Regions from separate parts of the Mus musculus genome. Here all the other regions are linked to region 1. The links are chromatin contacts, called in public promoter capture Hi-C maps. All regions are on one chromosome and are shown on one strand. Each heading gives the region's core, a stretch centred on a gene start, on an enhancer-like site or on the middle of the called end of the contact. The rest is flanking DNA. Distances are from core to core; before and after follow the strand shown. Region 1 holds the start of Polr3a (polymerase (RNA) III (DNA directed) polypeptide A). Region 2 holds the start of Slmap (sarcolemma associated protein). Region 3 holds the start of Arhgef3 (Rho guanine nucleotide exchange factor (GEF) 3). Region 4 holds the start of Appl1 (adaptor protein, phosphotyrosine interaction, PH domain and leucine zipper containing 1). Region 5 holds the start of Arf4 (ADP-ribosylation factor 4).

Region 1 (5,449 bases), core at 1,298-3,797:
CAGATATGGCTTCTGCAGTGGGAACAAACCAGAGAAAGGTATCAAAGCCCATGGATCTAGGCACACATGGACACAACCAAAACCACCCTGCCCTCTGACTCCTGGACAGGCTCGTTCCACCAGACCCAGACAGAGTTTAGTAACTGGGTCTTCAACCCTTTATCCTACGGGAAAGAGTTTCAATTTTCCCTCATGAGACGTTATTGCTCTCAAGGTCACTCCCTTGGTGGGCAAGCTAGTGATGAACCTATCTTTCTCAGTCTGGACTTGCTTCCTTATCTCTGCTTTCAGGTTCCCTACACCTTCAGTGCCCCTCTCCTCTCAGTATATTCTCCTTTTTGGGGGGAGGAGGAGGGTTGAGGCAGGGTTTCTCTGTGTAGCCTATAGTCTAGGCTGGCCTCGAACTCAGAAATCCGCCTGCCTCTGCCTCCCAAGTGCTGGAATTAAAGGCGTGCTCCACCACCACCCGGCCTATACTCTCCTTTACTGTCTTCATTTAGTCCTTTTGGGTCTTTTGAGGTATCTTCTTCCACTGCTATCATTTGCATATTGGACACCCCCCCCCCCCACCATTCTGGGTGCCACCCTTCCTCCTCTTCATTGCACAATCCTCCCAGGGATGCCCTTTGTTTGTATATATAGACGTCTTCGAAATCTCTTTACGTCAGCCACCTCTAGTTGACTGGGCATGGGCATCTCCAACTCAGAATATCTGAAAAGTTACATCTAGATCAAACGTGTGCAGGCTTCCTCCCCTTTGCCATTTTCTAAGAAACACAAGCAAGTAACAACTTACATGGACAAAGAGTTCATCTAGAGATACTGTGCTGCTTTGAATAAAAGACTTTATCTGTTTGGAGTTGGGGTAGGAGCACTAACTGTTCATAAAAGATAGAGAGAATTAAAATAACATGGGATGATGGTACAGTCTGATGGGACACCAGGGTCTGGTCAGAACACCTCTCTGCAAAGGTGATCTTCCAGCTGAATTCTAAGTCAGACAGAGCAAATAGGAGAATGAAGATAGGAAGCAGAAGGTAAAGATTCCTTGGCCCACAGGCACTGGGCATCACCAGAGAATCACAGGCAAGCGGCACAGACAGCTAAGGGTACAAGATGAGCCCAGTAAGGCCTGCAGGGGCCAGGGCTTGGGATTTAGGAGGGAATCAAGTGTCAGCATTACCAAGAGCTGCTGGAAGATCCAGGTGACAGAGATCTAGTTTGCATCTGAAATGAAGGGTCTTGCTCTGTAGCTTGGGCTAGCTTCAAACTCCTGACTGCCTGCCTTGGCCTGAGTGGCATAACTATTGGCTTGTGGCTCTGCATCCCTGGGCTGCTGTGTGAGGATCCTTTCATGTGAATAGGGTGCGTGTGAAGGACTGAGATGGTGGACTGAGAACAGTCGGAGGTCACCCAGGTGACACCTGTCCCAGTGAACAGTAACACAGAGTTCCTCCAGTCTCATTTTTCTTACCTCTGTCTCTGCTTCTCTCTTCCATTTTATGCCCTATGCCCCTTTAAGTTCACTTCTCTCCAAAGTCCCCACATCCACCTCAGAGCCCTGGACCCAGCTCAAGTCACCATCATTGCCAGTCTAGATCCCTGCCATGGCCTCAAACTCTGTCCTGGCCAAACACTCCAAAAGTCTGACACGCCTTGCAAGACTCACATAGTGTAAGTCCCCTGCTTCACGTCTATCAGTCTACCTTGTCCCTCCAGTACGTGTTTTAAAAGGAGCCTGGTCTGCACCGAGCCCAGACTTATTCATTACTTGGTGCTCTCAGTCTCCTCTCTGCTGGTCGTTGCATTTGCCACAATCATGGCTGATTTGTCTACTCTACAACAGACCAAGCAGAAAGACTGCATTCTGCGGGACCTTTAGTGCACAACACTGTCCTCAGTACATTCTCTTATGTAAGTTGAAGAAGCAAAAAGATCCGCCTTAGCCTCCCCCCCCCCCGCCAAAAAAAAAAAAAATCAAACAACCAGGGCTTAATAATTAAGCTTTGAAACAGAGAGCCCAGAAGAGCAGCTTGGTTTCTGAGCCTGCCACTTTCTAGCTGACAACCTTGAGTCAGCACACAACTGTGTCCTCGTGCCAGAGGAAGAGGTCCGCTGAGAGTAATCAGCGCAGGGATTCAGGAGGTGGCATCTTCGCCCAGAATGCCCGTTCTGACACTGTTCCGTCCATTGCACTTTCCCCGCTATACCTCACGGATCCCCCACCCCCCACCCCAGGATCTGAAATCCCATCCTGGAACTTTTTTCTTCGCTCCCTTAACAACTGTCCCTCTCCTGGGACACTCTGGGACCCGGGACCTCAGCCTCCACCTCACCCCCACCCCTTCGGGGGCGTCCTTACATTTTCTTAGCCACATCCGTCTCGCGGAACTGCTCCTTCACCATGGTGCCGGCTGGCCGGACGCCCTTCTCGGAGCTGCGACTACAAAAACCACTGTCGCCGCACCTTCCCGGGGTGCTTAGGTATTTAGGAGTAAGGAAGCTGCAGCAGCCTCCCCGGCCACCGTAGAGCGCCGCACGTGCCGCTTCCTCTTCCGCCGCCGGACTTTATGAAGAGAGGCTTGGCAGACGCTGCTTTGAGCCCTCCTTCTAGATCGCCATCTAGCGGCTCCTTCACGAAAATGCACCTAGGCCGCGCAGATCAGTGGGGGAAAATGGCTTTTTCAGGTGGGTTTCTCAAAACAGCAGAAGAGGCCGGGCGTGGTGGCGCACGCCTTTAATCCCGGCACTTGGGAGGCAGAGGCAGGCGGATTTCTGAGCTCGAGGCCAGCCTGGTCTACAGAGCGAGTTCCAGGACAGCCAGGGCTACACAGAGAAACCCTGTCTCAAAAACAAAAACAAAAACAAAAAAACAGCAGAAGAGACGGATGGACCGCTTTTTTTGTTTGTTTTTTTTTTTTGTTTTTTGTTTTTTGTTTTTTGTTTTTTTGTTTTTTTGTTTTTTTGTTTTTCAAGGCAGGGTTTCTCTGTGCAGCCCTGGCTGTCCTGGAACTCGCTCTGTAGACCAGGCTGGCCTCAAACTCAGAAATCTGCCTGCCTCTGCCTCCCGAGTGCTGGGATTAAAGGCATGCGCCACCACGCCCCGCAGTTTTGTTTTTTTTTTTTTAAATCTCAAGGTCAAAAAGTTACATCAAATAGAAAAAAAAATCAAACAAGGACCGGCGCGCGCGTGTGTGTGTGTGTGTGTGTGTGTGTGTGTGTTGTTGTTGTTGTTGTTGTTTCCTGAGAAAGGCTCTCCATATATAGTCCCGACGGGTACTGAATTTGCCATCCTGTCTCCATACTCTCAGTGCTCAGTTACATCCCACCTGGTATAAATAAGTAAATTTACATATCTATTTACATACTTGTGTACAAACATATATACAAACACATATAAACACGCTTATTCTTACACAGCATATGTAATATATATGTATGGTTCGTTTTGAATTGTGTGTTTTGTAAATAGATGCAACAAAAACCCACCCAACCCTTCAGCTCTCCAAGGAGAGAAAGAACGGTCTATTAAAAACTGCCAGAAGCCGGGCGTGGTGGCGCACGCCTTTAATTCCAGCACTCGGGAGGCAGAGGCAGGTGGATTTCTGAGTTCGAGGCCAGCCTGGTCTACAGAGTGAGTTCCAGGACAGCCAGGGCTACACAGAGAAACCCTGTCTCAAAAACAAAACAAAACAAAACAAAACAAAACCAACTGCCAGGCCACCACTAAGAACAGTAGAAGACAGCTCCCAGCAGCAAAGCCTTGCTAGGTTTTAGGGACTTATATGGCTGGAGTGGGGCCAGCTCAGAAAATCCCGGTGGTTAGCATGAGAACTCTGTTGGGCAGGGAGGAGACTGACAGATACAGCCAGGAGCCTTCAGCCAGCTGTTAAGGGCTTCTGAGAAATGCTTTAAGTCTGTTTCCTAGCAAGGTCTGGTGGGGTCCAGACCATCACTTTAAAATAGTGCCGTCAGCACTGCCGTTTGGGGGCCTGCTTTGGGGACTTAACATACTTGTGTGTGTTTGTGTGTGTGCAGGCAGAAGTGCAGGTTGGTCTCCTCTGCACACTAAGCCCTGTACTCGGGTATTTCCCTTGGAATAATGCTGTTAATTCATGTTTGCTCCACTTTATGCAAAGCATTAACTTCTGGTTCAGGCAATATTAAAAGCTTATTTTGTGTCAGATCAGAGATTCACACACATACAAAAAAAAACCCAAAATATATTTTGAGATAGGTTCTCTCTATGTAACCCTAGTTGGTATGTTGGTGCTTGCTTTGTAGCCCAGGATAGCCTCAAGTTCTTGGCTAATCCTCTTATTTAACTTCACAGATTGGTGTGGTCATTCATAGGTGTATGCCACCACAGCTGGTTCAAATAGATAGTTTCTTTCTTTTTTTTTTTTTTCTCCATCCAGAGCTGGGCATTGAACTCAGAGCCATTGCATACTGAACAATGTAGATTGTACCCAGAGCCTTTGCATATTAGACAGTGTTCCGCCACTGAGTGGACCTACATCCTCAGTTCTTTTAAAATTTTAACTGGAGCCAGGATCCAGCCATGTCATCCAGGCTGGCTGGATAAAAACCAGTCTTTTAAAAACTCACAAGTTTTTAAAAGACTCTCAGAAAGTCTCAAAGCCAAAAGAGCCACAATCCTCCCTTCCAATCCAATAAACTGCTAGGTGTGGTGCCCCACTTGGGAGGTGAAGGCAGAAAGATCAGGAATTCAGGATCATTCTTGGCAATGCAATGGATTTTTCAAGACCTTGCATGGGCTTCGAAGGTCTGGTTTTAAAGAACCTAAAGCCTCACACACGAAAAACCTTATGAAAAAGTCACTAGCAACTCGTGGTGTCACGTCAATGCAATAGGGGTGAGTAGTTAAGGTTTCTGCTATTTCCCTGGTGTAAAGCAGGGATGCTGACTGAAAGGCCTTTTTTTTCTCATTAATTAATTTATTTACTTTACGCCCTGATCAAAGCCCCCACCCCACCCCGACCCCAATGGCTTTCTTAAATGCCTTCAAGATGAACTTTTTTGGAGACAAGTTTTACTTTATTTTATTCTTTTTTTTTTTTTGGTTTCTCGAGACAGGGTTTCTCTGTGTAGTCCTGGCTGTCCTGGAACTCACTTTGTAGGCCAGGCTGGCCTCAAACTCAGAAATCCACCTGCCTCTGCCTCCCGAGTGCTGGGATTAAAGGCATGTGCCACCACGCCCGCCCGGCACTTTATTTTATTCTTGAGTCAGCGTCTCACTGTGCAACCCTGATTGACCCAAAACTCTTTGTAGGCCTCAAACTCAGAGATCTGCCTTCCTCTACCTCTTAGGCCCTGCTTAGTGGAAACAATTTAAACCAACTACCTGCCTCTAAGATTTAAACTAGTGGTTCTTAGCCTTGCTAACGCTGCGGCCTCTTACTACAGTTCCTCATATTGTGTTAACTCT
Region 2 (5,677 bases), core at 981-3,480, 2.0 Mb after region 1:
AATTCCAGCACTTGGGAGGCAGAGGCAGGGAAATCTCTGAGTTTGAGGCCAGCCTGATCTACAGAGTGAGTTCCAGGCCAGTTGGTCCCTGTCTTTAAAATATATGTGTGTGTGTGTGTGTGTGTGTGTGTGTGTGTGTGTGTATTAGACAATATTGGATATAATCTAAAAATAAGCTAACTTATTAATACTAATTTTTGCATATCATCATATAATTACACATTATCTACCAAAGAAATTGAGAAGTGACTTTCAAGAGCAATAGATTTCTGTTGATCCAACTTGCAAACAGAACTCCAAAGATGTAGTTACTTACTCTAGCTTAATTAAATTGCCTTTAATATTTACAAATTATTTCATCGGGGCAAGTAAGTATCAATCGTTACAAACAGTAACTTTGCACTCCAGTTATCCTACCAGACAAGGTCCTGAGTTGAATTCAACTACAAGCCATGTGTTAACTACATTTCACCATAGACACTTGAGCCTCGATGTAACAGAGGCCACAAATTCCGGCATTGCTCTGGGAACCACTGCTTGCTTAATCAAGCACCGACCTGCAGATTCACCCTTCTAAAAGGACTGAAAGTCAGAGGTCAAGTTTCACTATCTACCTTTCCTAAACGAATTAGGGTTTGGGATTTCACTGGGAATGACCAAGTTTATCAAGAAGCCATCGCCCTGCCGAGACATTTAGTAACAATACCTTCTCTGTTTTTCATTCAACCACTTCGATTCCATTTCCACTAGAATTCAGACACACACAAAAAGCTGATTCCGAGGCCTCGCAGAAAAGTGTCCTCTGGGAAGAAACCCTGAGATCGTTGCATACATTACACCTCTCAGAGAAGGTGAAGGGAAAGGAAAGGAAAGGAAAGGAAAGGAAAGGAAAGGAAAGGAAAGGAAAGACTGTCAAACACTATAGCGACATTACCTTGCTCGTCTTGTGATCAAACCAGACGAGGGCATGGTTCCTTGACAGCACTTTGCAATCAAAGGTGGCATTATTCTGCGCTGGTCGACAGCGTGCCACCGAGCGGCCGATCTTGATGGGCTCGTCCAGGTAGACATGACGCTCCTGAAACGGGTGCGAGTTCGGGCGGCAAGTGAAGATGGCCAAGGCTGACGGCATCGAGGACAGGCTGGGGGGTGTCTGGACCAGGGACAATGAGGAGCTCCTCCAGGTTCGGAATGCTCTTCTCAAGCCTACACCCCCTAACCCCCCAAAATTTTTAAATTAAAACAAACTGCGCATTGTCTAAGCATAACCAGTGAACATCAACAACTCTTCAATTGGGCAGGAGGACAAGCCAGCGCAAGCCCCATCACCTCCTTTAAAATACAGAGGCACCTTGACCAAAAAAAGTCCCCAACTAGCAGCTTTCAGTCCATCTTCCCTAGGAAGAAAAGGCTCAAACATTGGGCAGCTTCGGCCAAGAAAACTCCTGGAAGACAGTTTGGGGACAGGAGGTATCCGAGCAGATGAGTCACACACCAGTTCTTGTGTTTTGTTTGAGATCCCGGCCGCTTGTCCCCTTCGGTAGCGGAAACGGTGCAGCACTGCAGCATGAAGAGGGTTGACTCGCGCAGCCAGGAAGGTCCTTCGGGGCTCAAGGAAGAGGCGCGGAGGACCTCCGGGCAGCCACCGCGGGGCCTCGGGGCTGAGAAGAGGTGCGGGGACGGACGAGGAGGACTAGAGGGCCAGCGGGCCGGGCTGCATTGCCCTGCTGCGCCGAGGCCGCCCGGGAGTGGCAGGGGTCCCCGGCCCAGCGTGAGCCGAGGCTGCGATCCCGGGCTGGAGGCGTGGGAGGGCTGCCGGGGCACGGGCGGCGTCTGGGTCGCGAGTCCCGGGCACCTGACGGGTGTCCCCGCGACCAGGGCGGGGACCCGGCTCTGCAGGCCGGTGCGGACAGAGCGAGGAGCTACCCCGGGGAGGCTCGGGCGACCGGGCGGGCGAGCGGGCCGACGGGCGGGCCGGCGGGAAGTTGGTTTCTCGGAGCTCTCGGGCTCTGCTGCTCAGCACATGGGCCACCTCCCCTCAGGAGCGTCCTCGCGAGGGTCGCATCGCAGGGACTGGCGGCTCCCGCAGGACGACGGGGTGGGGGAGGGAGGCTGGCCCGGAGGTGGAGGGAGAGGCCTGGAGGCCGGGGCTGGGTCCGCCGCAGCCTCCTCCACTCGCAGCCAGTGCGGCAAGCTCAGGCGGTGGCGGACGAGGCAGGAAACTTTCCGACCTAGGCGGGGAGACACCAAAACAAACGGCAGTCAGGGACCGGCGCCCGCTCGCCTCAGCCCTCGCCCCCTTCAGCCAGCCCCCGCCAGTCCCCGGCCGCTGCCTCCGACCTCGGGCGACCTCTCCTTGCTCAGGCTACGGGATTCCGGAGCCAGGACGGAACGTCGGCTCCTTCCTCCCTTGCCGCCACCGCCGCCACCACCTCCGCCGCCGCCTCAGCTTACCTTGCCAGCGTTGGCCGCCATAGTGACTCTGACTGAAACCTACCGGGTGCACCGCCACGGGAACGCGCACCCTTTTCAAGGGCCCTCCTCCGCCGGCTCCCGTGCCGTAGATAGGGGGTATCATGTGATTGACGCCGTGGAAGCCATGTTTGTCACTGGCAGGGAAGAAGGCAAGCTTATTTTTAACATGACCCCTGGCGCCATCTTTGTTAAGGGCCAGAAGCTTCAAAGCTCCAGACAACCTTAAGGGCCATTTTGGTTAAGGGCAAGAGAAACTTTGAGGGGTTGAATGTTTCAAAAGCACACACAGCGGCAACATATGAATAAGAAAGTACCTACAAGTACCTACGTGTACTAAGTGTGTTTACTACAGTTCTCACTGAAAATACTAACACGTGCGGAGAATAATTCCATGCAAAGGACATACTCATTAGCAGTCATCGTAGCTGTGGGCAACTGAGTCACTCACCACTGCTCTACAGATGACCAAATTCCACAAGTCCCTAGACTTAATGACACCTGAAGGACTTTCCTCCCTCTGCTAATTCACCGGGCTTTATGAATTCCATCCCAAATTCCTGTCCTTTTCACTGATGCGACTATGTTTCTCAGAACTCCTTCGTGGGTTCTAACGTGGAGAACAGAAAGTTGTGGGGGGTTTTTTGGAGTGGGGGAGGATTTTGTTGGGGTAATGGTAGGGTTAGTGACAGGGTTTCTCTGGCTGTCCAGGAGCCCTTTAAGTAGATCAAGCTGGCCTACAACTCAGAAATCTACCTGCCACTGCCTCCAGCGTGTTGGGATTAAAGGTGTGCGCCACCACACCCTACTTGAGACCAGAAAGTTTTAAAACACGTTTCCAAAGAGGGGTCAAGGTCGAAAGTTACTAATAGGAAAATACAGAGAATAACCCAACCAACAATCCTGAAGTCTGTGTTAAGCCTGGGAATTGCGAGGAGAAAGACCAGTATGTATGGAGTCATTGTTCCAAAGAAGAAAAAACCGTGGCTCGAGCTGAAAGAAAACCTTAGGAAAGACTGTAGAGAATCTTAATCTCTTCAAATCAGTGTTGACTTCATTCTTGAGATTCCTGTGACCACAGACTTCCCTGAGAAACGTTGGACATGGCTTTAAACTTCTTTAGGATACTTTTTCTCTTCTATAACATAATGACAAGACACAACCCCCTTGCAGAGAGGCTTTGTGGTGTCAAACCACATTAACAGTATTCATTTCATTGCTTCTGTAATGCTATGCTGTGTCTAAGTGACACAGATGAGCACAGCCTTAGTCTCTGCCCTCTGGTTATAGAACCAGTGTAGTGGGTTTGAAACTGAAGGAACAAAATAAGGCAAAGACTCTGATATATTCAGAGCTCTTCTAAAGGGAGGGAGGCAGGGACATCCTCCAAGGAGAAGTCACAAAAACTGAATGAAGAAAGGTTGAAGGACTATAATAAATACAGTATTTGTTGAATGGTTTTTCTAAATTGCCAGGAAGAGGGACATTAAGTAGTGAAATGAAGCTTTTAAAGGAATACACTCATGTGCCTGGCACAAAGGCTAAGTAAATATTCAATGCCTGAATGAAAATACCATGCTTGTTATTAGAGGATAAAGTAGGGGCAGCACAAAGTGAATTTGGACACAATAAGTAATGTATTATAAAGTCACACTAGGGGGGCTGGTGAGATAGCTCAGCAGTTAAGAGCACCAACTACTCTCCCGAAGGTCCTGAATTCAAATTCCAGCAACCCTCCATAACAAAATCTGACACCCTCTTCTGGAGTGTCTGCAGACAGCTACAGTGTACTTACAGATAATAAATAAATAGATCTTTAAAAAATAAAAAATGAAGTCACGCTAGAGTATGTGTGCATGCGTGGGCTCATGCTTGAAGCTTAAATTCATGGTAATATGAATGTCCAAGACCTGACCTTTCACACGTTTTTACAGTTCTTCATCATTTCAACAAATACATTGAATAACTACAGTATCCCAGGCATTTTGACCTAGAGAATAAAGATATACTGAAGAGTTTTATTATTAGAAGATGAAAATGTTTTGCTTCTGATAACTTTTAGCCTTAAAACAATAAAACAGACCAGGTGTGGTAGAGCATGCCTGTCTCTAATGAGGTGTGTGCACGAATTTTAAAGTTATTTATGCATTTTTTTGTTCATTCAACAAACATTTAATTGACTACCCACTAGGAGAGAGAAACTGTAAAATGACCTGGAATTTCAAAAGTGAAGAAGAGAGTGGAAAAAATGAATCCCTAAAGTTTCTTACAGTTTAGATGGAGACACAATAAGATCCTTGCAGTATTTGGAATAACTCAAAAGTATTGAGAGTACAGAAGAACAATGTAAACTGGAGCAGCATGGTGACCTGGCATTTGCATGGCCTTAGGTGCACCCTAGTAGCACAAATAGAAAATTAAAACCACCGGGCAGTGGTGGCACACGCCTCTCTCTAATCCCAGCATTTGGGAGGCAGAGGCAGGCAGATTTCTGAGTTCAAGGCCAGCCTGGTCTACAGAGTGAGTTCCAGGACAGCCAGGGCTATACAGAGAAACCCTATCTCAAAAAAAACTAAAAGAGGAGAGAGAGAGAGAGAGAGAGAGAGAGAGAGAGAGAGATAAAACCAAAATGTTGTAATAAGTCAGTTAATCTGGTACTAATGAGATTGTAGGGATAATCTCTTGTGCACTTTGTGCACTATGTAAAAGCATCACCTGTCAATGAAGAGCTGAATGGCCTATATAGCAGGAGAGAAAAGAATAGGAAGGCAGGATACCTGGCAAAGAGAGAGGAACTCTGGGAAAGACTCAGGCTCAGGAAGATGTGCCACCAATATGTAGGAGGAAGTCAGACATATGAAACTGAGGAGAGGTAACCAACTATGTGGCAGAACTTAGATCAGAATACACATGTAAATATAAGTTAAGAGGTATTTGGGAAGCAAGCCTAAGCTAATGCCATAAGCATTGAAAATAAAAACAAGCCCTGTGTCATGATTCAGGAATTGGGGCAGACATAGAAAAGCCAAAACAATATCCTGAGCAAAGGGCTAGATGAAGTGGAAACTTAAAGATTCTTTGGAAAGGCAATTAAATGGTGTTTTGCTGGAGCAAACACATTGAAGAAACATTTAGCTGAAGTGGACACAGGTGAAAGGCTAAGGCAGACTCAGGAAGGAATGTTTCACTGAAGCAGACATGGGAG
Region 3 (5,063 bases), core at 1,402-3,901, 2.8 Mb after region 1:
TTCCTAGTATTTTTTAAGAAAGGCAAAATAAGTCTTAAGAGAAAATGAACTATATATGGTAGGCTTCTTATTAATATATGATTTTTGTTTGCTGTACAGTAATTAAATGTGAGCTTCCATTCCCCTTCCTCATTTCACATTCACTGTGTGTGTGTGTGTGTGTGTGTGTGTGTGTGTGTGTGTGTGTTCCCATGTGTGTGGGTGTCAGTGGAGGTCAGAAGAGGCTATGAGATCCTTAGGAGCTGGACTTATAGGTGGCTTCAAGCTACCTGAAGTGGGTGCTGGGAATTGAACTTGAATCCTCTTAAAGAGAAGCAAGTGCTTTTAACTGGTGAGCCAACTCTGCAGTCCTCTTTTCTCTCCATTTATAAGAGCTTATTTATTATTACCATGTGTTTTTGATGTGTCACACTGCCTGGTCAGTCCTAAGAACACTAAAGCACCCCAATACCAGGGCTGTGGGAATCGATTACAGGTAACACCCCATCGAGGGCTGTAAGTGTATTTTCCAACTGGAGAACAAGGCCCAGTGAACTTCACTGGGGATCAAGGCTCATTCCCAAATGCACTGTTGATGCCCAGGGTCTTGTGGTGGAGACTGTGGGTGAGCTTGGAAGAGCAGGGCAGGGTAAAGGAAGAGAGGCTGTGGAGGCCTTGGCTCTGGGACATGTCACTACCTCTGGGCCTGGCTTGGTTGGGCACCCTTGGAAATGGGGTTTCCTCTGCCTAACACTATCTTTGGCCAAGCTTACAGGTGTATGAGCAGTTCTCACATGCCCCTTCTCATTCCATGCCTCTTGCTGCAGCTTTCTTCTTGTTGCATACTTGGGAAGAAAACCGCAGGCGCTTTCTCCAGTCTCAATAGGAACCCACTCACTTCAGAGCCCTGTTTACACATACACTCCTTCTTGACTCCAGAGGCAGTCTGTCTGTCTGTCTGCTATCTAGTCAGGCAAGATAATGAGTGGGTTTAGTGCCAGAGTGTGGATTTGGTACCTGAGGTGGAAGATCTGCAGGTTAAGCAGTTTCCTGCCAGGAAAAGTAGGAACTGCTGGGTCCTGACCTCATCTGGAAGCAGGTCTATATTTCTTCATCACACTGCCTCCTTCACACCCCAGAAGCAAAACCAAGACTCAGTACCTCTCTGTAACAACACCCTCCGTATGCAGACCTTTCACGGGAGGAGAGAAAGATACTATAGCAAAGTTTAAGAAATGTTATTTGGAGGAAATGATAACTTAAAAAAAATGAATCTTTTTTTCCCAGGGTGATGTGAATATATTTTTCTTTTAAGATGTTGAAAATTGTTACTGTAACTGTAAAGCCTCTTTGTCCACTATTACTAACCTTTTCTATCCCAGATGTTTCTCCTCTGCCACCAGGGAGAGTGTAAGCTTGTCTCAGATTCTTCTAGACATTCAATGTTGTTGACCTCCAAGTATATCTTTATAGAGAATATCAAAAAAAAAAAAAAAAAGAAAAGAAAAGAAAAAAGAGAGAAAGAGAGAAAAAAGAAAGAAAGAACAAAAGAAAAGGACAGAAAAGAAAAGAAAAGAAAGAAAAACTCTTTTGTAGCTGTGTTTTGAACACAAACTGTGTACTGCTTTGTTCCGAATTGTTACACATTGGATACTAGGAATCGAACTCACAGCCTCACACTTGATAACTATTCTCCCAAAGCCCGGCATTCCCAGCCTTTTGCAATTATTTTCCAACTGAGGCCAACATAAAGGAACTCTTTCAGTTTCACACCCATAGACCCTTCTCCTCTCTGATCTCTATGGGGTGGTGTTCTATAATTAGAAAAGCTTACTTAAATACTCTTACTAAAGACTGTTACCATTGTTTTTAGGGTTTTGTTTGTTTTGTTTCGTTTTGTTTTTTGTTTGTTGTTGTTGTTGGGGTTTTGTGTGTGTGTGTGTGTGTGTGTGTGTGTGTTTGGTTTTTTTTTATAGGTTGGTCTGGGCTGCAGCAACGATCTTGTAATTACTTCTTGGGCATTTAAAACGTCAGTGTTTCCCCAGAAAAGATCCCCAAAAGCGTGGTCTTCGCTCTAAGCTGGAAACAGACTGAATCAGTCCAGCGTGGGTGTAGGCTGTAGGTGTAGGGGCCTGTGTGGTGGGGGAGGAGAGGGGATGGTTAGAGGGGACTCCGTTCCTTCCGTACTGCGTGGTGGAAAGTATTTGTCTCTCAGCTTTGGAGCTTGGTTTCACGGTGCTTTTTGAACTGCACTTAAAATGGGTGCATTTTACTGTTTGGACTGCTTTTACCTACTAAAGCTTATTTTTAGTAAAATGTATCCAGGACAGCCAGAGATGTAGAGAAACCCTGCACACGCAGGTTTCCTCCCCTAACCCCTCGGAAAGTGAGAGCCTGGCTTGGGACTTGCCCCCTGCTCTATCAGCGTTTGCCTAGGGTCCTGGTTTCCTTGCTACAAGCTATGTAGCGGTCTGGGGTCTGGCAGCTCCACGCAAGCGTCCCCTGAGGTCCCCAAAGTCTGCAGAACCGCCCCAGCCTCAGGAGGCGTCTGTAAGTTCGCACCTGGCGCTCCTTGGAGGGCGGGGTGGGCCTCTCTAGTCCCGCCTACCCGCCCTCCCTCAGTGGGCATGGCTTAAAGCGGCCCCGCCCTTCCCGGTGGAGCTTAGGCGTCAGGTCCACTCTGCAAGAAGCAGCTGTAGGTGTTCGCATCGCCGTCGCCTGCATCGTGGAGCTCGGGCCCTCTTTTACCCGGGATTTTTGTTGTCGCCTGAAATTAGCGGTGACATCTCAAAGGGCAGGCCCGGCAGCCGCCATGGTGGCCAAGGATTACCCCTTCTACCTCACTGTCAAGAGGGCAAACTGCAGCTTGGAGGCGCCCCTGGGCAGCGGGGTGGCCAAGGACGAGGTAGGACGCGCCCTCCACACACCTGCACCTCCGGGCTTCTCTGCCACCTCACCCTGTGTACCGCTCGCTTTCTCTCCGTCTCCCCCACGTGCTGCGCTTCTCCAGATCGCCCCTTCAAGTGTTCCCTCTCACGCCTTCTCTGTGGGTCCTCTATCGCTGCCCTGCTCCCTGAGCTCGGGAACCGCAGATCTTTGATGCTGCTTCTTTCCTTCCGAGCGACTGGCAGACCGAACCCCAGTCTCTGTCTAGAGCCTGCAAAGGCACCTACCTACCCGCTGCCCTGTTAGGAAGGCCCGGGTGTCGAGAGAGAGCCTCGTAAAGCAATGTCTCCCCGTCCCCGGCCGGGGTTAAGAGAGCTAAGTTCTTGGGGACCGGTTCAGACATTTCACCAGACACACTTGGTTTTGTAGCTGTTTGAGAGCAAGGGCGGGACAGGGCACCTTTACTTGTCACAAGTAACCAATAAAGGAGGTTGGGGGAAGGGTGTCGTTCATTTTGGGTCTGAGCTAAATGAGTAATTGAGGCTCTCCTTCATGACTGCTGAAAACGAGCTAAAACGTTGGTGAATGGGAAGCTGACTTGAAATGCTAGAAACAGTTCCCATTCTGGGAACTTGGGCGCGGGGAGAGGGGCAGTGCCCTTGGGTAATCCAGGGAGTCCTCTCAGTTTGGCTTTCTTAGGCTTTCCTCTCCCACCCCCATGTGTCCTGTCTCTGGCAAATTGCTGACTGCCCTTAGAAGTTGGTTAGGTTCAGTTGGGGGAGAAGACGATTCTCATTCTTTTTCAAGGTTTTAGAGAAGACAGTTAATTGTCTTATCAGACTCCAGTTTTGCTGTGGTGGAGTCCGTAGGACCAGCTCATCATGTCGTCTGTCTGTGTCTGTGTCTGTGTGTGTGTGTGTGTGTGTGTGTGTGTGTGTGTGTGTGTGTGTTCGTTCTCCACTTTCCTCTGCCTCACTCTGAGAGACTCGGGGTGGGCAGTGACGCTGGAGGCAGGTGTGTGTCCCGCCTTGTCACAGCACTGTTGATTCCACCTACACAACACATGTAGGTCTGCTTGGTGTGTGCCCTTGACGCTCTGAATTCTGTATAGGTGTGTTTTGGGGGTTGGTAGCATCAGAGATCCATTTCCTCCAACAAGATTGCCTCCCTTCAACAGGACTCCACCAGATTCTGGTTAGATCCTCCTTTTTGTTTGCTGAGCACAAGATAAGCCTCTGGCCTTTCCGTAGCTAGTTGAATATTTGTAGAGTTTGTAGTCTCAGCAGCTGTGGAAGTGTAGTGGGCTCTCATCTGTTTGGTACCGTCATGGAGTTCAGGTTGATAGAGCCTAGAATGGATATGAGTTTTCAGTAGCAATGGGACTGGTGGCTTCTCCAACTCCTGGGAGGAGATAAAGCATACCTGGTTTGGTTAATACATTAAAGTGGGCCAGAGAAGATAAGAGTGAAAATCGCTGGGAATTCTGACCAGGCTTTTTTTTTTTTTTTCATCTTTTTGTCTTGAGTTTTGGGGTCCTGTGGTAAAGGCTTGAGTGAACCTGTCTGCTTATTCCTTCTTCCCTTGTTAGTCATAGTCTGTAGATATATATGTGCTGTAGCATTTCAGGAACAGTTATGCTAATTTTCCTCACTACTAATAGGATCCACAAAATAAAGTATATCTTATTTTCCCTTTGTGGGGATGTAATTATGTAAAAACAAGGATGGGAGGTGAGTGCTTTTGGGGAATATTGGTATTTTTCAGGGATCACCATTGAGTTTTATTAATATAATTGTCTTTACCATAATCAAAGTACACTTTACACAACTTGATGGCTCCGACTTTGTTGGTCAGCTATAAATCACTTCCCAATAATGAAGATAGGCTAGATTGGAAAAAGAAACTTAAGTGGGTTTCAGGGCAAGTTTCATTAGCACAAAAGGCGACTGAACAGAAATATATATTTTCTGCCGGTAGGTGTCGCCAGTATTTATAAATGTCTAACAGCAACAACCAAAAACCACATTCCCTCACTGTCTTAAAAAAAACAAGATTATATAATTGTTTATAAAATAGATATTAAGTCCTGAGAACGTTTCTTTTTCAAGAAACTTTTCTTTTTTTGTAAAAAGAACGATAATAAAAGGAAACCTGTGTGTCTGAAGGCCTTCCTGAGATGACAGGACCTGTTGACCTTC
Region 4 (5,764 bases), core at 1,602-4,101, 2.5 Mb after region 1:
AGTACAACAATGGGAGCTGGAGATGCTGGATAAGGAGAAGTTGCAACTATTCTGGAGGCTGAGGCAGGGGGATCTCTCAAACTATCGTGAGCAACACAAGATTTTCCTCTCAAAACAAAACAAAGATCTTTTTTAAAGACATGAAAGGAAGAGGACTAGCTGGAAAGAGGAAGAGAGAAAAAGGAAGAGAGGCAAATATACTAAGTATGAAAATATCATAATAAAATTCATTGTTATTAATATGTGCTAGTAAAACCATTTTTAAAAGATAAGTCTGTTAAATCACTTAAGGAAATATGCAGTCTAGGAATTTTAAATTAAGAACACTGAAGACACTTAAGCACTAAGCATCCATGTAAAAAGCTGGGTATAGTAGCAGGTGCATGCAATCACAATGCCGGGAAGGCAAACAGATCCTTGGGGCTTACAGCCCAGCCAGCCTAGCCGACAAGATCCCATGAGAGACCCAGGTCTCAAAGGGAGATACTATCTCAAACAAAAAACAAAAAAACACAAAACAACCAAAAAACTAAGCTAGGCTGAGGCTGAGGAGGAACTACACCTGAGGTCACCCTCTAGCCTCTACATGTAGAGTGCTTGCACATACATAATCACATACTAATAGGGCTGGGAAGGTGGCTCAGTAGATTAAAGCCCTTACCCTACAAGCTTGAGGACCAGAGTCCAGGTTCCCTAGAACCCTCGTAAAGACTGGCAAGTGTGGAGGTCACAAGTACTCTCAGTACTTTTAAGAAAGACAGGATACCTGGAGCAAGCTTCTTCAAACCCAGGGCTCTGAGTAAGACCGTGTGACAGTAAATAGATGAAAAGCAATCAAGGAAGATTATTCAATTTTGAGTCTCCATGCACATGAGCACATATACACAGAGATGCAAACACATACATACATGCGCAACACATATACACACAAAAAATAAATAAATAAAAACAAAATTGAGGATTTATCTTAGTAGTACAGCTTTGCCTAGCAACTGCAAGGTCCTGGATCCAGCCCCCAGTACCAAAGAAATCAGTTTAAATTTAAAAATGGGCTGGAGAGATAAATCAGTAATTAAGACATTGACTGCTCTTCTAGAGAATCCAGGTTCAATTTCCAACACATCATGGCTCACAACCATCAGTAACTCCAGTTCCAGGGGATTCAACACCCTCTTCTAATCTCTGTTAAACACAAATGGAACACCCTTACACCTAAAAACAAATTTTAAATTAAAAGACAACAACAATAACAACCGAAAATACTTATGGTTCAAGCTTTGCAGTAAGTACTCAGCAGACAGAGGCAGGAGGAAGCTCATGTTTGAGGCTAGTCTGAGCTACAGAATGAGTCTGACTCAAGTTGTAAACTACTTATACTGAAAATGCAGGACTATCTCTACATGGAAAATCATAGATAGGGCACTGTGTGACCCATTCTCTTTATAGTCTTTATTGGGCTATAAAAAGTCAGCTGGGTAAAAGAAGTTCAGACAGTATACTGAGTCTTAACTTAAAAAAAAGAAAAATGATAAAATTCTTCTGACTAACACAACCACAAAATTGTAGCAAATCATCTGAAATAAATATATCTTAAGGCTTTACACTGAAAAAATCATTACGCACAATTTAAACTACGAGATAAACAAATATGTGGCTTTCTCTTTCTCACATTATCTGATAAGAGTACATTACCTCCTAGCAACTGGCCTATAAAGATTGCCTTCAGAGAAAAGAATAAATCAATTCTACAATCAGAGCACAATTCTAACTTTGAAATAAAAATTGGCACAAAATCCATGACAAAAGTGCCATCCAGGAAAACAAGCGCTAGCTCTTCTCTTTTCCTCTTTTTGGTTGGAGGGCCACTTATTAAACTACAAATGCCTATGAAGTATGTACTTCTCAGCAAGCAATATTTTTAAAAATCTACCTGCAACACTGTTTTATATCCCTTACTATACATAAAGGCTGGCGTAAAGATGAAGTTTACACAAGTTAGAGGCTCCAACACCTTTTAAAACACAATTGATGTCATTAAGTACTGAAAAAGAAATCCAACGAATCGTTTTATTTTTCCCAAACTGTCTTCAGCCAGAGCAACCACACCAGCATCATCCCTAACGCACAAAAACAGGGCTTTCATTTTGATGAGTTTATTCGGGCCAATCTGCTACCCAAAGCTCAGCCTCCTCGAAGCAGCGTAGGCGCCTTCCGTCACCCGCAGTGCACAGCTCAAGTGACAGCCACCAGCCTGAGACTCGGGCACCGACACAGCACGGGGAGCAAGGCACGCACTCCTGCTTCCACCGGCGTTGCACACTCCGCCTCGCAGACCCTTCCTAAGAAAACTAGCCACTGCCGTCCCCCCGAATGCCGGGCCTCCTCCGAAAACGCCACGAACAGGACTTATCTCACATCCTATCATCGCGATAAAAACAGCACCTCCCGTGAAATGCAAAGGCGACTCGGCGCGGACTCAAACGCCAGGCCCCACGGGAGACAGTGACGGCCGCTCGGTCTCCGGGCCGCCCGTGGCCCAGCCGCGCGAGTACGCGCGGGCCTCCAGCCCGGCCCGGGAGTGTAGGGCGCGGCCCCGGCAGACAGCGACCCCGGGCGGCGGCGCCCACCTGGGCCACGGGCACCTGAGGCTCCAGGCCCGCGCTAGGCCGCGCGCTCTCCTCAGCCGCCGCTCGCGCCTCACCTGCGGACTGTCCTCCAGGGTCTCTTCAATGGGCAGCTTGTCGATCCCCGGCATCGTGGCGAAGGCTGGGCGGCGGCAGGACACTCGGCAGCCGCCCACAGCTCCGCGCGTGGCCCCGCCTGCTGCAGCTGACCCGGCCCGCCCTCTCGCAGGCGCCGCCGCCCCAGCCCAGAGCTCAGCGGCCGCCGCGCGGGAAATCCCGCCCCCCCTAGGCCCACTAGCCCCGCCTCCAGCTCACCCATTGGCTCGCCGCGACGTCTGTCACCGCTACGGGGCTGACCGGGAATTCCTCCCCGACCGCGGGTTCTCTACCAGAGCAGTGGCCGTGCGGGCCGAGCAGTGTGGGGATGTCGACCTCCGTCGTCGGGCGCGCGTAGTTGAATACGTAGGGGGCTGTCTGAGTCACGCTAGCGCACAGCTAACCTGAGCCCGGAGTGAAGACCGCCGGAGGGGACCTGAGGCAGTTTTACTTCTGCACCATATTTCGTCAGCAACCAAAGAAAAAAAATCCCTACACCTAGCGTCATAACCTTCCCAACCCTGCTCCAAGTTTTCAATCTTATCTCCTGCAAAGAGCGTTAACTCACAAATCTGTGGAATCCGAAATTGTGTCATTAACGGGGTTTACAGTTAATTTGGAGTAGTAGACCCTAAACTTTTTTTTTTCTCCTGGACACCTGCCTATCGGCATCAGTTTAAAACCCTTGATTTTGTTGACAAATCATTAGTTCTTACCTCGTCTTCAAGTTTGTCATTGCTGAAAATACGACCACTATATTTCTTGTATATCACAAAGGAAAACTTTTTTTTAATAAAAAAATTTAAAGATACATTTATCGGAGGACTTCCTTCCGTCATTAAAGGGCTTCTCTCGCAAACCGATTGTCAGGTTTGGCAGGACTCAAAGAACTTCTCTGGTCTCCTTGACTGTAGAGTGAAGCTCACACAGTTGGAGATTTGACATGTAAGGACTAGGCTAACACTGTTTTGTTGTGTTGTGTTTTATGGATTCAGCCTTGATGCACCCTTTTCTCCAGCTTCACACGTTATTTCTCTGAAGTGTTGTACAGTGAGTTTACCGATATGCAAAAAAATTGGCAAAATCATTAATATCTCCCAAAAAAATCTACCCATTAGTCCACTAGTCCATTCCACTGTCATTCAAAGAGTACGATAAGCTGGGAGAAGAGTATTAGCTTCCTGCTTCTCCAGCTGCTTCGACCCAAATCCAGACACTGGAGCAAATCCAAATATGGTAATGAAGAGGAAGCTGTGAGTTTACCAGATTTTCCCCATGGTCTCTTGAAAGATAAAAACTTTGTTTCAGAAGTTTTTTTTTTTTTTTTAAGATTTATTTACTTATTATATGTAAGTACACTGTAGCAGCCTTCAGACACTCCAGAAGAGGGAGTCAGATCTTGATTCGGATGGTTTTGAGCCACCATGTGGTTGCTGGGATTTGAACTCCAGACCTTTGGAAGAGCTCTTACCCACTGAGCCATCTCACCAGCCCCATTTCAGACGTTTTATGGTAGACTTGAATTATAGTTCCACGGAATTACCTTCAGTGGTATAGCCATTTTATGCGAATCCATTCCTTAAATTCTCTATCAAATAGTCACCCTCCTGAAGAGATCTTTAGTTTTGAAGAAAGATGGTTTGGAGCCAATTCTTCTGTTGTATGAAAGGTTCCCACTTGTATTATGGGTATTTTCTTTCTTTCTTTCTTTCTTTCTTCCTTCCTTCCTTCCTTCCTTCCTTCCTTCCTTTCTTCTTCTTCTTTGTTGTTGTTGTTGTTTGGTTTTTTTGGTTTTTTTCAAGACAGGGTTTCTCTGCATAGCCCTGGCTGTCCTAGAACAAACTCTGTAGACCAGGCTGGCCTTGAAATCAGAAATCTGCCTGCCTCTGCCTCCCAAGTGCTGGGATTAAAGGCATGCACCACCACTCCCTGGCAGGTATTTTATTCTTGATATTTCTTTCTTACTCAGCTACTACGAGCACAATGCACCTGGCTGTAAAGAGGCAAAACTTTCAAGTAAGGTGTGTTGACACATGTCCATATTCCCAGCATTCAGGAGGCAGAGGTTCAAGGATCCTTGCAAGCTGAAAGCCACCTAGTCTAGAAGACCAGCCAGGACTACACAGTGAGACAGACCAGGGTTACTCAGGGAGACAGACCAGGACTGCACAAAGAGACAGACCAGAACTACTCAGGGAGACAGACCAGGGTTACTCAGTGAGACAGACCAGGACTACACAGTGAGAGAGAGAGACCAGGACTACACAGTGAGAGTCTGTGCCAGAGAGAGATGGGGAGAGGGGGATAGAGAAGGAAGAAGAGAAAGCTTTCAAGATAGTGACCTTCTTGATTAACCTGTAATTTGTAAAAGGAAAGAAAAAGAGGATAAGGATAATTAACAATAATTAGGAATGATAATTAGCAAAGAATGAGAAACACACTGGTGGTGGTGTAACAAGAGGAATTAACCAGCAGCTTGGTCAACCCAAAAGGGAGGAAGAGGGAGAGGGAGAGGGAGAGGGAGAGGGAGAGGGAGAGGGAGAGGGAGAGGGAGAGGGAGAAGGAGAGACTCTATTTATCATCAAATTAAATAATTCTCTTTGTTGTCTTTCTGAACTGTTCTGTAGAGTGCTCTCAAGATGCTCTTATCTTAAAGGGGCAAGAAATCCTCGCCAAGCCTAGCTGGTTATAAAATAAAAGCAGACTGTTGATGAGTTACATTAGGAATTAGTGTAGAGCTGGAGAAATAGCTCAGAAGTTAAGAGCACTGGCTGCTCTTCCAGAGGTCCTGAGTCCAATTCCCAGCAACCACATGGTGGCTCACACCCATCTATACTGCTATCTGATGCCCTCTTCTGGCACACAGGTATACGTACAGCACTCATACATAAAATAATTTAAAAAAAAAAAAAAAAGTAGTTTAGTCAGATCATAAAAATAGAAAAGCAAAGTGCCCATAACTTTGGCTGACTGAATACCCTGGTCATCCAAATGTATATTTTCACTTATTATTTTAAAACAGCTCTAAAGCTGAAGAATTCATA
Region 5 (5,252 bases), core at 1,667-4,166, 2.2 Mb after region 1:
CCCCTATTATGACTTTTTAAAAAGCTATCTGGTTTGTATCTTAGTTTTTGGTTTGGACTTTACAAAACTTAAATAAGGGCTAGAGAGAGAGCTCAGTGAATGAGCACAAGTAAATCCTAAAAAGATCAGGTGTCAGTGGTTGGCTAGAGGCTGCTAGCAAAGAGAGGTTAAGTACAAAGGAGTATGGGTAAATTGGTTTTGTGGATAACAGAAATAGAACCAGTGGTCTCATGAATAAGGATATAGCAAATTATTTTATTCAAGGCCAAGTAAAAATATAGAGTTCATATGCTACAGGGGAGCTGCTGGCTCCAGTGAGCCATGGTTACTATTTGGGGCTTTCTTTTGCAGGCCCAAGAAAAAAAGGAGTTCTTTTCTAGGCATGGTACGCAGGTGGCTTTTTGTTTTGATTCATAGGCTGATGTTATGTTTTTGTTCACTGCACATGTCCTTTCTTACATTGCATCTTGTTTTAATTATATGCATGCCCCATCATGACTAGGCATAGGGTAGTTAATAGGTGAGTTTCCCATGCAAGTTCACTCACAGGATAGTTTGGCATAGTTTAGACTAGATTGTCCCAATGCCCTTAGTTTGGTTACATGTTTGGCCACAAAAGGGGAGTTTCTAAGGGTTTCTCAGGAACTAAGCTTAATGCAGGTGAGGGTCTCAGGTTGCAAGGTACATTATTGAAAAAGCTGTGTATGTATATATAGCTCAAGCTAAGTGGGGACCTAGGTTGTCAGGCTATGTCTATGCTCACCAGCCTTAGAAACAGTTATATGGCAGAATATATGTTATTAAATTGTACACTTAAAATTGGCAAATCAGTGCATGAAGTTATATCTCAGTAAAGTGATTTTTTTTTAAAGTACAAGTAAAGCTCTTTTTTTTTTTTTGACCCTTTCAATATGGGTTTCTCCATTCCCTGCAAAGTTTTCCTTCCTTCATAGTTAATCAGGTAACTGCTAATGACTACTGAATACTATTTTAAATTCCTGTGCTGTGTCCACATGCTTGCATACAATATACACAGATATACAAATATACAAATATACACAGTGATAAACTGTATTATTGCTGGGTTCTCATAGAGTTCAGGCTTTGATAACCTTGTCTTCCTGATCCTCCACTTTCTATCTGACAAGAGCTGGGATTACAAATGTGCCTTATCACAGATGGCAGAAACGTGTGTTTTGTTTTAGAGTCAGTCTCATGTACTTGAGGCTGGCCCCTGCAGCCTGTACTCTGCAGTGGAGCATATCCTTGGTCTTCTCATCATCCTGTCACCACCTCCCATCTGTGGGGAATGAATAAACTCAAAGCTTTTATGACAAGACTTTCATTAACTGAGCTATATCCCTAAAAATCTATTTTCATATCACCTTACTGTATTTACTATTTGTCCTCCATTCCACTAAAGCTACTTTGGAGATATTTTTATTAGGATACTGTGTATAGTTCTGATTTATTTTAATTCCTCATATTATCCTAGAGTGTGGATATACCATAGTTTATAGGTCATATCCCTGTCATTATTTGCAGTATGCCAAGTTCTCTGTTTCCTTAATGCTTTCAGACAAGAGGAACGGTGGGCTCTTGCCAATAACATTAAATAGGAAGCCTTATTTCTGAACAGAAGACATCACACATTGAACCTAAGAAATAGAGAACTGCTCAAACAAAAAGTACCTTCCTAGAGAAAATACTTAAGAGCTGGTGAACACTAACTAGGAAGGGTAGGATTGTGGGCGCTACTAACGGTAAACTTTAGCAATAGTTATAAGGTGACATTCTTAGATAATTTGCTTCCCCCCTACATCGTATTTTGTAACCAGTAAAACGGTAGTAAATTCTTCATTATTATTCTGGGAATAATAGGAATGAATAGGACAGACAAGGTTCCTGTTTCAGAAACGCAGTCTTTAGTTGACCTCTCAAAAAATTAGTACTCTACTGGGTGTGGTGGTACAAGCCAAGAAACCTGGCCATTCTGGAGGGTGATGTAGGAGGATCACAAATTCGAGAGCAGTTTGTCATCTCAAAAGGAAAACTGTCCACAGTGGTAGAACGCTCTTAGCAAGCTTTGAAATCCTGGGTTCCATCCTCAGTACTGGAAGCGGATGGAAAACCGTCATAGCATTCTGATGATTCTTGGCGTCATGCCTAGGAGTTTTCCACCTTTACTCTGCCAGCAGGTCTGTTTTTAATTCTCTCTGGAGAAGCTAGAATCAGATGCTGCCCTTGTGAAGGCCAGCCACGCTTTAATTACTAATACTTTCACCCAACTGCAAAAATCAGAGACCCCTTTATCCTTAGAGGGATACTTTAGATGTCTATAAGTTTTTTTCAAAAAATGAATAAAATTAAGTCTATGCGAGTAAAGACTTTCCTTTGTTGTGCGGGTTGTCTTTGGATCTCCTATCCCTGCTTGCTGTGAGCAGCGAGCTACTAAGGATATTTCACATGAAATCCGTCTCATCGCATGTCCCTACCCAGCCTGGAAATTTTTTATTAAAACAGGGTCCATCTTCGTTCCTTCATTGTGACAAACTTACTGGTTGCTTGCAAGATTTGATTACATTTGTGGGAGTGGGAAACCACCGAGGCTCCCGTGAAGAAGTCACCCAGAGGTCAGCAAGAACGTCACCACTCAGCCCACAATGCACATCTCGCCTACCCGAACCTTGGACTACTACTATTCATCCGGGCGGAAGCCACTCACCTCGAACCCCATTGGACGAGATGCAGCAAGGACTCATGGGAGCCCGCCTGTCCTTCCGTCTGCCTGTGCCAACCGTCTTCGCTGGGCTCCACGTCCGGTAGTTCGCACGTCGGCGTAGCGGGCTCAGGCCCATTGCGCGCAGGCGCGGTGGCCCGGGCGGCGCCTGCAACGCAGGGGGGTGGGGCAGCGCTGACGCGATTCTGTCCGCGTTGGAGCGGGCGGGCCGCCGCCTGAGTCTCCGCGGCCGCCGTGTGACGTGGCACAGCCGAACACTTAACGCCGCGCCGGAGCCACCGCACCAGACGCCTAGCAGGTCCCGGTCCCGCTACGTCCTGTCCCGCGGCTTCGCCGACACTCCAGCCAGCGAGACAGGTCTTCAGCGTTTTCTCCTCCGCCCACTCGGTTGTGAGCCGGAACCGTGAAGGCCCGAGGGCGCACCAGACCCCCTCCTTTTGACCGTCAAGTGCCACCACCGCTATGGGCCTCACCATCTCCTCTCTCTTCTCGCGCCTGTTCGGCAAGAAGCAGATGCGCATTTTGATGGGTGAGTGAGGGACCGGGGCCGGGGAAGGCCATGTGTCTTCGCCAGCCGGTGGCCCGGCGCCCAGCCTTCTCCGGCTGCGGTGGGGGAGGGCGATCAAGAAGCATCGTTCGGGGAACAATGGGGGCGAGGGGCGAGGGGTTTGTTTCCCACAGAGGCTGAGCCAGAGAGTTGGGCCAGATTTCCTCGCTCCTGGCTTTACGTGCCTTTCTCTTCCTGCTGTAATTGAGAGCCTGGGGAGATTGAGCGGAGATAGATGTAGGGTTAGCTCACACTGGCGGAGCTCATTCTAAAGGTGCCGTTCTCAGGGTGCAATCTTCCTTCCACCTCACTTCCCTGGCGGTGGGCAGCGGTCGAGAGTGAAGCTGGCCTATTCCAGCCTTCCTCCTCCTCCCCCTTTCTTGGTCGTGTACGCCCTGTGCACACAACCATCGGTATGTGGCCCGGGCCAGGAGCCGCCTGGGGCAGGAAGTGACCAGGCCCACTGTGGCGAAGTCACACTTGGTGCTACCCAAGATTCGGAAAAAAAGTCCGGAGACTTCTGAGCTCACTTTGCTTAACTTTGCCTTGCTCTGGATTCGACTTTCTTTTCTCGTGATTATGAAGCCTATTCTGTGAAAATGAAAGTTATCCCATGGCTGTCTTTCAGTTCTAAACCTGTTTGGTTTGCTATCTTTGCTCTTTCATACGAATCTTATCCATTTGGCCTGGATAATAATAAAATCCAAAAGCTTTTAGAGACGAAATCTTTTTTTTTTTTAAACGGATAGTTGTAAAGCACCTCAATTGAGCTACAAAAAAAAAAAAAAATCGTTTGTTTAAAAAGCTGCCTCGCTGTGACAGGTTTTATTGCCCAGCGGAGGCCTTTCGCTTGGGCATTGTAAAGTGGCCTCTCCTTAGTACAGCAGTCTACCTCACAGCTGAGTTGCAAGGACCTGAATGACGCCTTTTAAAAAGCCCCGAGAACACTGAATGTTGACGCTTGTTGAGTGTGAGGAGCAAAGGGTTATTTTGAGCACCCACTCCTATGGAGCGCTTCAGTTTCCGTAGTGCTGCAGAGCGTGGCTGTACAAATTGGCTATTGTTAGTTTGTTCAGCTTCTTTACAATTCATAAAAACAATTGTGCGAGATCCATTCACAAAGCTAAGTGAAAATGTTTTCTTTCATAGTTTTGCAGATACTCTTTATGAAAAGGACAATTATTTTAGGAGGGCAGACTGTTATTTAAGCTTTAATTGGTTAGAAATTGGCAGTATGAAAAAGGCTGAAGTCAAAGGGAGGACTTTGCACTGTGATAAATGGGTTTCTTAGAGATTATCCAGTACAGGATTGTGTTACTGAAAAATAAAGAATTTATTGTCGATGTTACTGTCATTGTCAGAGTCTTGTGATGGCTAAAGGGATGGAGGGAGAAGCGTGAAATGATGGTTTAAGCACTGTACTATGTTTGAGAAACTCTCCTGTCCATCCTGATTGAAAGAGAATGGAAGTAGACAAGCATTTAGCTAGCTGAGATTACGGAAGGGGTGGAAGTCACGGTTTGGGTTTACTCTTTTTATTTAAGTATTTACTCACTCAGGTTTGCTATTCTTTTTGTTTTAAAATGACATCAGGGTCTCTCTATATAGCCCTGGCTGTCCTGGAACTCACTGTGTAGCTCTGTAGACCAGATGGATCTTAAACTCATAGATAGCCACCTCCCTCTGCCTGCCAAGTGCTGGGATTACAGGTGTACACTTGTCATGCTTGTGCCCAATTAAATGGTCTCTGCTGGGCAATAAAACCTGTTACTGAGAAGCAGTTCTTAAACAGTGTTTTTTTTTTTAATAGCTTAATTAAGGTTCTTTAGAACTATCTGGCTTAAAAAAATGATTTCTAAAAGTTGACTTTCTAATTTTATTATTATCCGACCCAGCTAGATAAAATTAGTTTGAAAGAGCAAAGGTAGTAAACCAGCAGATTGAGAACTGAAAGGCAGCCATGGG

Evidence for each region. Promoter capture Hi-C pulls out the DNA fragments that hold promoters and counts their contacts.
Region 2: a contact with region 1 is called in a promoter capture Hi-C map of pre-B cells, with 5 times the contacts expected there. The contact joins the promoter of Slmap here to the promoter of Polr3a in region 1. A contact is called at or near these places in 6 of 39 promoter capture datasets (3T3-L1-derived adipocytes, cranial neural crest, hippocampal neurons and 2 more) and 2 of 9 other capture datasets (adipose tissue and liver).
Region 3: a promoter capture Hi-C map of pre-B cells shows a contact between it and region 1, with 4 times the contacts expected there. The contact joins the promoter of Arhgef3 here to the promoter of Polr3a in region 1. A contact is called at or near these places in 2 of 39 promoter capture datasets (liver and pre-B cells).
Region 4: a contact with region 1 is called in a promoter capture Hi-C map of pre-B cells, with 4 times the contacts expected there. The contact joins the promoter of Appl1 here to the promoter of Polr3a in region 1. A contact is called at or near these places in 2 of 39 promoter capture datasets (liver and pre-B cells) and 1 of 115 datasets of contacts at active chromatin or transcription factors (large pre-B cells).
Region 5: a contact with region 1 is called in a promoter capture Hi-C map of liver, with 8 times the contacts expected there. The contact joins the promoter of Arf4 here to the promoter of Polr3a in region 1. A contact is called at or near these places in 8 of 39 promoter capture datasets (the 3T3-L1 cell line, 3T3-L1-derived adipocytes, fetal liver and 4 more), 1 of 484 Hi-C or Micro-C datasets (liver), 2 of 115 datasets of contacts at active chromatin or transcription factors (embryonic forebrain and embryonic hindbrain) and 1 of 9 other capture datasets (adipose tissue).

Annotation. Positions count from the first base shown.
Region 1 is chr14:24,484,511-24,489,959 of GRCm38.p6, forward strand. It overlaps Polr3a (polymerase (RNA) III (DNA directed) polypeptide A), which reads right to left and starts at 2,548. Exons shown (of 31, transcript NM_001081247.2): 1 at 2,363-2,548; 2 at 1-12. The coding sequence starts at 2,406.
Region 2 is chr14:26,532,394-26,538,070 of GRCm38.p6, forward strand. It overlaps Slmap (sarcolemma associated protein), which reads right to left and starts at 2,231. Exons shown (of 23, transcript NM_001310445.1): 1 at 935-2,231. The coding sequence starts at 1,132.
Region 3 is chr14:27,333,386-27,338,448 of GRCm38.p6, forward strand. It overlaps Arhgef3 (Rho guanine nucleotide exchange factor (GEF) 3), which reads left to right and starts at 2,652. Exons shown (of 10, transcript NM_001289687.1): 1 at 2,652-2,884. The coding sequence starts at 2,792.
Region 4 is chr14:26,967,700-26,973,463 of GRCm38.p6, forward strand. It overlaps Appl1 (adaptor protein, phosphotyrosine interaction, PH domain and leucine zipper containing 1), which reads right to left and starts at 2,852. Exons shown (of 22, transcript NM_145221.2): 1 at 2,702-2,852. The coding sequence starts at 2,755. It overlaps Gm41114 (a long non-coding RNA gene), which reads right to left and starts at 1,109. Exons shown (of 2, transcript XR_874477.1): 1 at 662-1,109.
Region 5 is chr14:26,635,218-26,640,469 of GRCm38.p6, forward strand. It overlaps Arf4 (ADP-ribosylation factor 4), which reads left to right and starts at 2,917. Exons shown (of 6, transcript NM_007479.4): 1 at 2,917-3,269. The coding sequence starts at 3,203.